Regions from separate parts of the Mus musculus genome. Here all the other regions are linked to region 3. Evidence: chromatin contacts called from public HiChIP or PLAC-seq and promoter capture Hi-C data. All regions are on one chromosome and are shown on one strand. The core of a region is the stretch at or near the end of the contact, and the rest is flanking DNA. Distances in the headings are between cores, read along the strand shown.

The links. HiChIP or PLAC-seq counts read pairs in DNA pulled down with a chosen protein or histone mark. Capture Hi-C pulls out chosen DNA fragments and counts their contacts.
Region 1: a promoter capture Hi-C map of liver shows a contact between it and region 3, with 4 times the contacts expected there. The contact joins the promoter of Tspan18 here to the promoter of Accs in region 3. A contact is called at or near these places in 1 of 39 promoter capture datasets (liver) and 1 of 9 other capture datasets (liver).
Region 2: an H3K4me3 HiChIP or PLAC-seq map of the 230-238 cell line shows a contact between it and region 3, with 12 read pairs. The contact joins the promoter of 2810002D19Rik here to the promoter of Accs in region 3. A contact is called at or near these places in 1 of 39 promoter capture datasets (the HPC-7 cell line), 1 of 15 datasets of contacts at CTCF or cohesin (the NIH/3T3 cell line) and 4 of 115 datasets of contacts at active chromatin or transcription factors (the 230-238 cell line, bone marrow-derived dendritic cells, bone marrow-derived macrophages and 1 more).

What each region holds. Positions count from the first base shown.
Region 1 is chr2:93,333,072-93,335,771 of GRCm38.p6, forward strand. It overlaps Tspan18 (tetraspanin 18), which reads right to left and starts at 1,416. Exons shown (of 10, transcript NM_183180.2): 1 at 1,201-1,416.
Region 2 is chr2:94,405,431-94,408,130 of GRCm38.p6, forward strand. It overlaps 2810002D19Rik (RIKEN cDNA 2810002D19 gene), which reads left to right and starts at 1,277. Exons shown (of 2, transcript NR_027831.1): 1 at 1,277-1,536. Ttc17 (tetratricopeptide repeat domain 17) reads right to left here and starts at 1,259. Exons shown (of 25, transcript NM_183106.2): 1 at 1,077-1,259. The coding sequence starts at 1,235.
Region 3 is chr2:93,848,638-93,851,337 of GRCm38.p6, forward strand. It overlaps Accs (1-aminocyclopropane-1-carboxylate synthase (non-functional)), which reads right to left and starts at 1,306. Exons shown (of 15, transcript NM_001290782.1): 1 at 1,128-1,306.

The DNA of each region.
Region 1 (2,700 bases), core at 166-2,665, 520 kb before region 3:
TCATAGAGATGCATGTGGGACCTCAGGCCCAGGACATGGAGTGCTCTCGGTAATGGGTGAGGAGTGTATCCCTTTTGATGAAACTATAGAAATTCCTATGCCCCCAATCTACCTATGCCCAGAGAGAGGACAAATCCTGCCCACCACGCCCAGAGATCTGACCAGGACCAGGACAAAAGATGCCACTTTTACAAAAATGGCTGGGTTTCAGTAACTTCAAGTAAATCCAACTAATGTTCTATCCTATTGTCTCCATGCAGGCTTGCTGTTCATGTAAACTTTCTTTTGTTTTTCTGGGTGTAAATTGTTCACTCATCCTTGCCAGCAGCCCACCTCATGACACTGATCCGTCTGATCGTTGCACATCAGTCTCACAGTGGGTGCACCTCCGTCCGATTCTCTGGGACAAGGTGGGGAGCTCCTCCAAACAGACCCCACGCGCATTGCCTTGGTCCATCTGCGGTTCCATGAGCTCAGAAACTCAGAGAAGCTCCTAGGCTGGTCTGGGAAGCCGATCTGGCCAGGGAAGGGCGCCCCCTGGCGAGACAACTCTCCCAGCGCAAGCAGGACCCGGAGCCCGCGCGCGCCCACCTCGGCCAGCCACGCTAAGGAACCCACGGCCACCACACCCCACATCCGGCCGCAAGGAGCTCCGGACCCGCCCGGGAACCTCCTAGGTCTCCACATCCACGGAGCTGGACATCTTCCCGCGCAAGGAATGATAACTCGGGTGCGAGAGCAAAATCTAGGAGCGTTCTCCAGGCCCTGCTACCAGGGTCCCACGAAGGCGAAGAGCGCTCGGTGCCCCAGCCCGATCGGCTGTCCGCCGCGCCCAAGCCCGGCTCCGTGTCCCCCGTTGTGACCTGCTTGTGTGCAGGGTCACTTGGGCTCACCCCTTCACTCTCGGTACAGCCCCGGCCAACACACCGGCTCTGGGAGTCCCACCTGCCGCCTTACTGTCGCCTGAGCCCCCGAGATCGCTGGGCGCAGAATGGCTGCACCTGACCTGGGCGAAGTCGCGACCCGAGCATGCTCCGGGTCACTCAGTGCGGCGCTGTCCCCGCCCCCAGGGGAGTCGCTTCAGAACTTGGTGGCCGCTTACCCGAGCGTCCTGGGACCCGCACTGATCTGGGATCTCCCCCGAAGCGCGCGGTATCCCGGGGCCAGTACGCACAGAGGGGCTCAGTGATTGAATCCTACCTGGCAGAGGCTCGGCCGCGGGGTAAAGTTTCCCCAGGCGCAGAGTGCGCTCGCAACTTGCGGGGCACCGGTAGTCCTGCGCCGCGGCGCTGGGCTAGGCGTCAAAGCGACAAGGAGCGGCGACGCCCGCTGGGGGCCAGGGCCGGGCGGCCTGGCGTGGCTGGGCTTCGGAATCGCACAGCGTTGCGTCCGCCTGCAGCTTGCAGCCCCTGAGACGCCGGCGGCAGCTGCAGCGGCTCACCCGCCACCGCCGCCGGCCACACCTCCCGCCACCCTCCGGCCCGCCCTCCCGCTCCCTCCGCCCCAGCCTCCGCCCCTCCGTCTCCTGTCGCCACTACTGCCGCCGCGGTGCTGGCGCGTCTCCGGGGCGGACACGGCTCTCATGGTCCACGGCCGCTCTCTCACCGGGTCCTAGAGCGTGGTTTCTGGAACTGTGCTCTCCCGATGTCCTCTGCACTCCTAGCCTCAATGTCTGAATTTAGGAGATTGCTGGAGAAGGGTGAAGGTAGCACGCTAGACTGGGACATTTATTCCCTGGAAGCTTTCTCGCTGTTATCACACCGTGTGTGGGACTGCAGGGCTGGGGTGTGGGATTCTCCATTGCGATGTCGCGTCTTGGTTTCCCACTTACTGCCAGGGAAGTACCAGATAGAAACCTGTGCAGCAAGCTCTATTAGGGTTCATTGTTGGTGCCTCCCAACCCCATCCGCTGTAAACTATAGCACTGCTAAGGACCAGACCAGTGAGAGGCTCTCACTTCATCCTCTCCTCCACTGGGGTTCACTAAGACAGCTAACCTATGCTATACAGAACCCATATAAAATTCACAAGCAGGCACTCAAGAGCCACAACCTAAGAAAGACTGTCATGAGAAGGCTCAAATCGTTGGCAGCAATTATCAGTGTCTCAGCTTTGAAAAGTCCTGTGAGGCCACACACACACAAATCAAACTACACTCTACAGGAGACCACTTGGCCCACTGATCTCACCCAGGACAGACACTCTTTGACTTCAGTGTGGAACTTGGTGAAGTCAGGATGCTAGACAGAGCTTTGAAGGGTAAACAGAAAACCAGACTTGGTATTTTCAAGCCCACAGTCCAAGAAGTAAAATGTCTAAGGTCTCAGGGCTGTTCCTTTGAACCACTTCACAGAGAGAGGCCAAGAAGGGGATTTGACAGAGGGGCATGCAGTTTCGAGAACAGTGGACCAATGGCGTAGGTGTGGAAGTCTGTCAATATATAGATACCTCTTCAGCTTCCCAAACAGAGTGTGTGTGTGTGGGGGGGGGGGGTGGGGCACGGAACCCTCTGGCTGAGAACCCTCACAGGCCCTTAACTCAAGGCTGCTGCTGTAAAAGACTGCTGCATGGGCCTCCTGGGAACCAAGAGGGGCATCCCAGAAACTTAAGCAGAATCAAGCTGTGAGGGAAAAGGCCCAGGCTTGGCAGACAGGAGGGGCCTTTAAAGATTAAGTTTTGACAAAAGCAGGCACAGTGTAG
Region 2 (2,700 bases), core at 27-2,526, 560 kb after region 3:
CATGCGATGTGTTTCTACAGTTAATCAAAAGGATCAGTTTCTCTCTCTCGCCTTTGGTTAAAACATGAGTCAGTATGCTTAAATTGCAAGGGGTACACACTTCACTTTTTAAATGGCTCCTGGACATTTCCTGATTGTTGTCAAGCGCTGGAAGTCATTAAGTTTACAAGATTCTGTGGTGAAGCACGCGCGCGAGCACGCGCGCACACACACACACACACACACACACACACACACACGCACACACACACACACACACACACGCAGTCCTTAAAGCATCAGCAGTATGAAAGCAAATGCAGATGCAGGCATCAGAAAGTTATATAAGAAAAGCGGTCACTCCTCTGAGAAATCAGTTCAAGCATAGGTAATCTAGTAAACTGCAAATGCTGAGTGCCGGGCTGGGTCAAAGGAACTAGGAAGCAATGTAAAATACACCGGGAAATGAGGGCACTTAAGAACTGAATGATGCGGGCACCGCCACCAGAGGCATGCATCTTCTGGCATTCCTTCAGAAGGAGCAAGAATGGGTTGTCTTTAAAGAGCCCCTAATGACCTGGCTAACGGCACAGCCTCAAACCACCACATCGCGAAACAAATCCCATCAGTGGGAGACAAGGCTGGAGGAGGCGCATTAAAAGATCCATCCATTCACTAATGCCACCCTGGCTGTCACCGGCCTGGGACGCGCACACTCCCCGGCACTGCCACCTGCTTTCTACTTCCTCGGGGAGAGGTGGTGGCGCGCGGGTCCTGGTCCAGCGGCTCCAAAGGCAGAACTAATGATGAATCCGTGACTCCTAACCCGGGAGCTCAAGTCTCAGCTCCCCGGGGTCGGTTCCGGGACGGCGCGCGGCCCCAAGGTGGAAGGCTGAGAAGTTCCCCACGGCGGAGCCGGGGCGAGGGGACCAGAGGGGAGGGGGCGGCGCCAGGTCGGAGCGCAGGAAGCCTCGGCCCGTGGGCCGGGACCGTGGGAAGCCAAGCTGGGGGCGGGGCCGCGCGGAGCCACCCAGGGGCCCGGCTCCGGGATTCCCCCTGATCGGGCGCGGGCAGAGAGGGGGCACCCTGGCCGCTACCTGCTGTTGGATCTTCCCGTCCTCCGTGACGACCCAGTGCGTAGTGGCCAAGGCCCCTCGAGCCACCACGCTCAGCAAAGCGGAAAGGCTGAGAAGCCAACCCGGGCCGGAGCGAGGTAGCAGCTCGAACCGGCCGCGGACCCCTATTGCCGCCGCCATCTTGCCCCCCCGGCCGGGCTGCTCACACCGGAAGCGGAAGCGACTCCTTGCGGTCCGCCATCTTGGGGAGGTCGCCTCTGGAACTGGAGGAGGAGCCCGCGGAGTGCCTCGGAGACGATACCGGTCCCTTTACTCTCGGTCGGGGAAGCCGGTCCTGCCACACCTCAGGGCTGGAAACGGCTTTCTAGTTATCGTTTTTCTGGAGGCTATAAGATCCCCAAGCGTGGGAATCGGAGGGGAGATAATAAAACTAGGTGGAGCTTGAGCAGAAGTGAGAAGACGGTGAAGGTCTTTTTAAAAAGTAAGTATTGTTTCTGGTAGGGCAATAAAAGTTATACTTTTCAACTATCTGAGAGAGGCTTTTTTTTTTTTTTTTAATAAGTCTCGTAATGGAGTGTTAAGCGGCGCAGTCGTACTGTGTAATGCATGTCACACATCGAATTAAAAAAATAGCTCGTTATCAAATACAAAATATCAGCTCATTACAAGTTATGTATATGTGATCGGCATACTTTTTCTTCCGAAATTTAGAAAGCGATGTGTCCTTACAGACCACTTACATCCAGTGTGGCCAGATTTTTGGGTCTTACAGCAGCAGCACCACGTGTCTTGTGGACTTTGGTGGGCAGCTCTAGTCTAAGTTAAAGACCTAGGTGTAGAACCCAGATAGTGGCATCTCCGGGGAGGGGACTGTATTAAATATGTAAGCACTGCGGCTTCCCTTCCCCGAGGGTAGACTCAGCCATTATGAGTATGTTTTAAAGAAGTCTCAGGTGATTGATTTGCATATTGAAACTTAAGAGGCGCACTACCAACAGGTACAGTAGCTGTTAACCAGCTTAGGTTCCAGGCTCTGCCAATGTATGTTATTATAGGTATTTCAGGTCGGCCTACTAGTATGGTGGGCGTATCATCTTGTAACAAAGCTGTTATGCTTTTTTTTTTTTCTGTTGAGAAAAAAAAAAATTGTGCCCTGCCACCTACATAGATGTGTTGCAGGAAACAAATGTCTGCCTCATGTTATGGGAACAGAGACTGTGCTATGGCATTGTAATTCTTCTGAGAGCAGTTTGGTTTTGTTGATTTTGTTTGTTTTGTTTTTGAAATGAAGTCCCATTTGCAGCCTGAATTGCCTGGAATTTATTTAGCCCAGGCAGGCCTTTAAGTCCACCTGTGTCAACCACCTGATGCTGGATACAGGCATGAACCATCAGGCCCAGCTCACTAGGCAGCTTTTCTTAAAAGTACCCGTGTAATGAACATTCGTTTTATTAAAAAGGTATATCTTGGGGCTGGAGAGATGGCTTGGGGCTACAAAGATGGCTCAGGGCTGAAGAGCACTTCCTGCTCTTCCCTGGAAGCAGTGTTAGGCCACAACCACCTGTAGAACTCCAGCTCTAGGGGATCCTCCTTTATACATGTGGCATACAGTTCTCATACACAAACATATACACCCACGTACGTA
Region 3 (2,700 bases), core at 56-2,555:
TGGTTTTCCCCTGAGGTTGCCTGATGCTGGCCTTGAACTCTTGTCCTCAGGTGATCCTCTTTTCTCAGCCTCCCTAGTAGCTGGAACTAAGATATCTGCCTCTTCTTGCAAGCTGTGTATCATCCCTTGTGTCCTTATCCAGTTAAACACTTCAACAAACACAATCTGTTGAGGACCTGTGAGCACCACACCAGGCTGGCTACATAGAAACGAAGCTAATCTACTGTGGCTTTAGCTTGCAGCATTTCTGCATTTGTTTCTCCTTTCGGCAGCCTCAGGGATCACCAACAATCTTTCCCCCTGCTTGCTCACCTCAGTTTCAGAACACCAGGCTATTTCCCAAGCAGATCACTGCTACAGTTCTGGACTTCTTGTGTGATGGGTGGATAGGAGCAGAAGGTGGTGGGAAGTGGGGGTGGGGGTGAAAGGGGAGTAGGAGTTACAAGTGCAGGCACTCCTGGATCCTGTCTCTACTCACAAAGGACACAAGGGCCGCAGAGGAGGGTCTCCTGCCTACCAAAATGTAGGAGCCTCCTAAGGATTCCTCTGTCATGCCGCACCTGCGCTCTGGTGGACCAATAACCATCTCAAAGAATAACAGTGAGGACCTGAGGGCGATAAAGCACTCATACCAAACTCTGGCTAGTGGCCAAAAGTCTAAAATATGAATCACTCTATCACAAATGCTCTCTGATTTCCCTGTCTCAAGGTACAAGTCTTACTTGGTAGATGGTTGATGGGGACACAGAAAATGCCCTCCCCTCCCGCAGTTTACTTTTGTTTTGCAAATCTTGGGGTCCTCCCCAAGGTGGCGGGACTCAGCAAAGCACACGCCTGCTCCACCGATAGCCTAGATCCGAGGAAAAACATCACCAAATGCTCGGGCTGTGGACAACGCGGTACAGACCTAAATGCAGCCAGAACCCAGCAGGAGCTCAAGGCGCTGTAGTCAATCAGGCCTAGTGATCTCACCAGCCCAACCAAGACAACAAAGACAGAATGGTCTGCAGGGCCCGCCAGGGGTTTCCGGGCCTCAGAGACTTCCAGACCTAAGGGCAGGAAGCGATCAAGAGCACCGCGGAGCGAACCCGGCCCCTTCGGTGCACTGTGGCGGATACAGCACCTACTTTGGACCTTGGGTTTTCACGCGCGCGATATTCTCCGGATCGGACTTCCGTGATACCGGAGCAGCCTGCCCCCTGGCGATCTGGCGGGAACACAGGGAAGGAGTCTGTGCCCTGACTCCTGGTCACAGAAGAGGAAGCTCCGGTCTTCAGCACTTCCCTGTCTGCCAGAAACTGGAGTCCGAACTTAGAAATGGGAAAGAAACAGAGGGGTGGAGGATCTTGGTTAAGACAAGGCCACGCCCACTCCATTCCTTCTCTCATTGGCTGAGCTCAGATACCTCTAGCTTTTCGGACACACTTGCTCAGAGCCGCTGAAACACCAATCTTCCTGGGCATTACCTAAGCATGAGATCTCCCCGCCATCTATTTGTAAAGGCTTCTCTCAAGGCCCGGAAAAAAAAGATTTACAAAAGAAATATAGAAAAGTATCGACATGTATATGTATATTCATATGGCCATGGGAACACCCAGGAATGAATAGCTCTCAAAGGGGGACTTCTTTGAATTCCAGTCTATACTAAATAGATTTTTAGAGATGTGAGGAGACAAAGGAAAAACTTCAATTCCAGGTACTAGAAAAAAATGCAAGAAAGCAACGAGAAGTTGTAAGTCGTTTTCACTGTGTGCCTGCAGAGGCATGCCAAATTGAGTGCAAATACCAAATCGAATAACTCCACCTCTTATAGTTATGCTAGGAAACAACCTCTTGTCAAACACAGACCAGGAGGCTCAGACCGATAGATAACGATCTATGCAAATATAATACTGCCACCTATAAGCCTCCCAGAGTCAGGAGCATAATCTAGGTAGTTTAACAGTGGCTATGCTCACACAGGAGACACTGCGCGCCAGTGATGGCTAAGTTGACAAGGTAGCATGCCTCCGTAGTTCCAATCTGTCACAGAAGTTGTGGTGGTTTGGATGAGAATGCCCGCCCCCAGGCTTATGTTTTTGAATATTTGGTTCCCGTTTGGTGGACTGTTTAAGAATTATAAAGTGTGCTTTTGTTGGCAAATGTGTGGCCTTTGAGGTTTCAAAAGCCACGCCCCGTCTCTTTCTCTGCCTTCCGCCTGAGGATCATGTAAGTTCTTAGCCACTGCTGCAGCACCATGCCTGCCTGTCACTGCACTCCCCTCTGGATCTGTAAGCAAGCCCCTAGGTAAATGCTCCTTTTTATAAATGTCCTTGGTATGGGTCACTCTTCCAAGAAAAACACCAAGACCTATTGAGGTGCTTACTAAGGACAGAGGAAATACAGAAGAGTAGGAGAGGAAGGTAGTTATACACACCAGCTCAAACCAACTGCTGAAGTGAGGATTGTGATCGACGTGACCGTTTCTGTCACATTGTGTTAAGACTGTGTTTGTACAGATATTTGTTTTCTTTTGTCAAATCCCTTATCATGTAATGCTAACATCAAATTAAGATAATATCAGTGGTTGTCATATTTAAGTTATGAGATACTCAAAGAATGCCCCTCAAGGGAATATTGCCACCTGTTCTAAAATACATACCGTGTTTACGGCTGTACATGAGATGGTTACATCATGTTAGGCATAGTCATGACCTCATT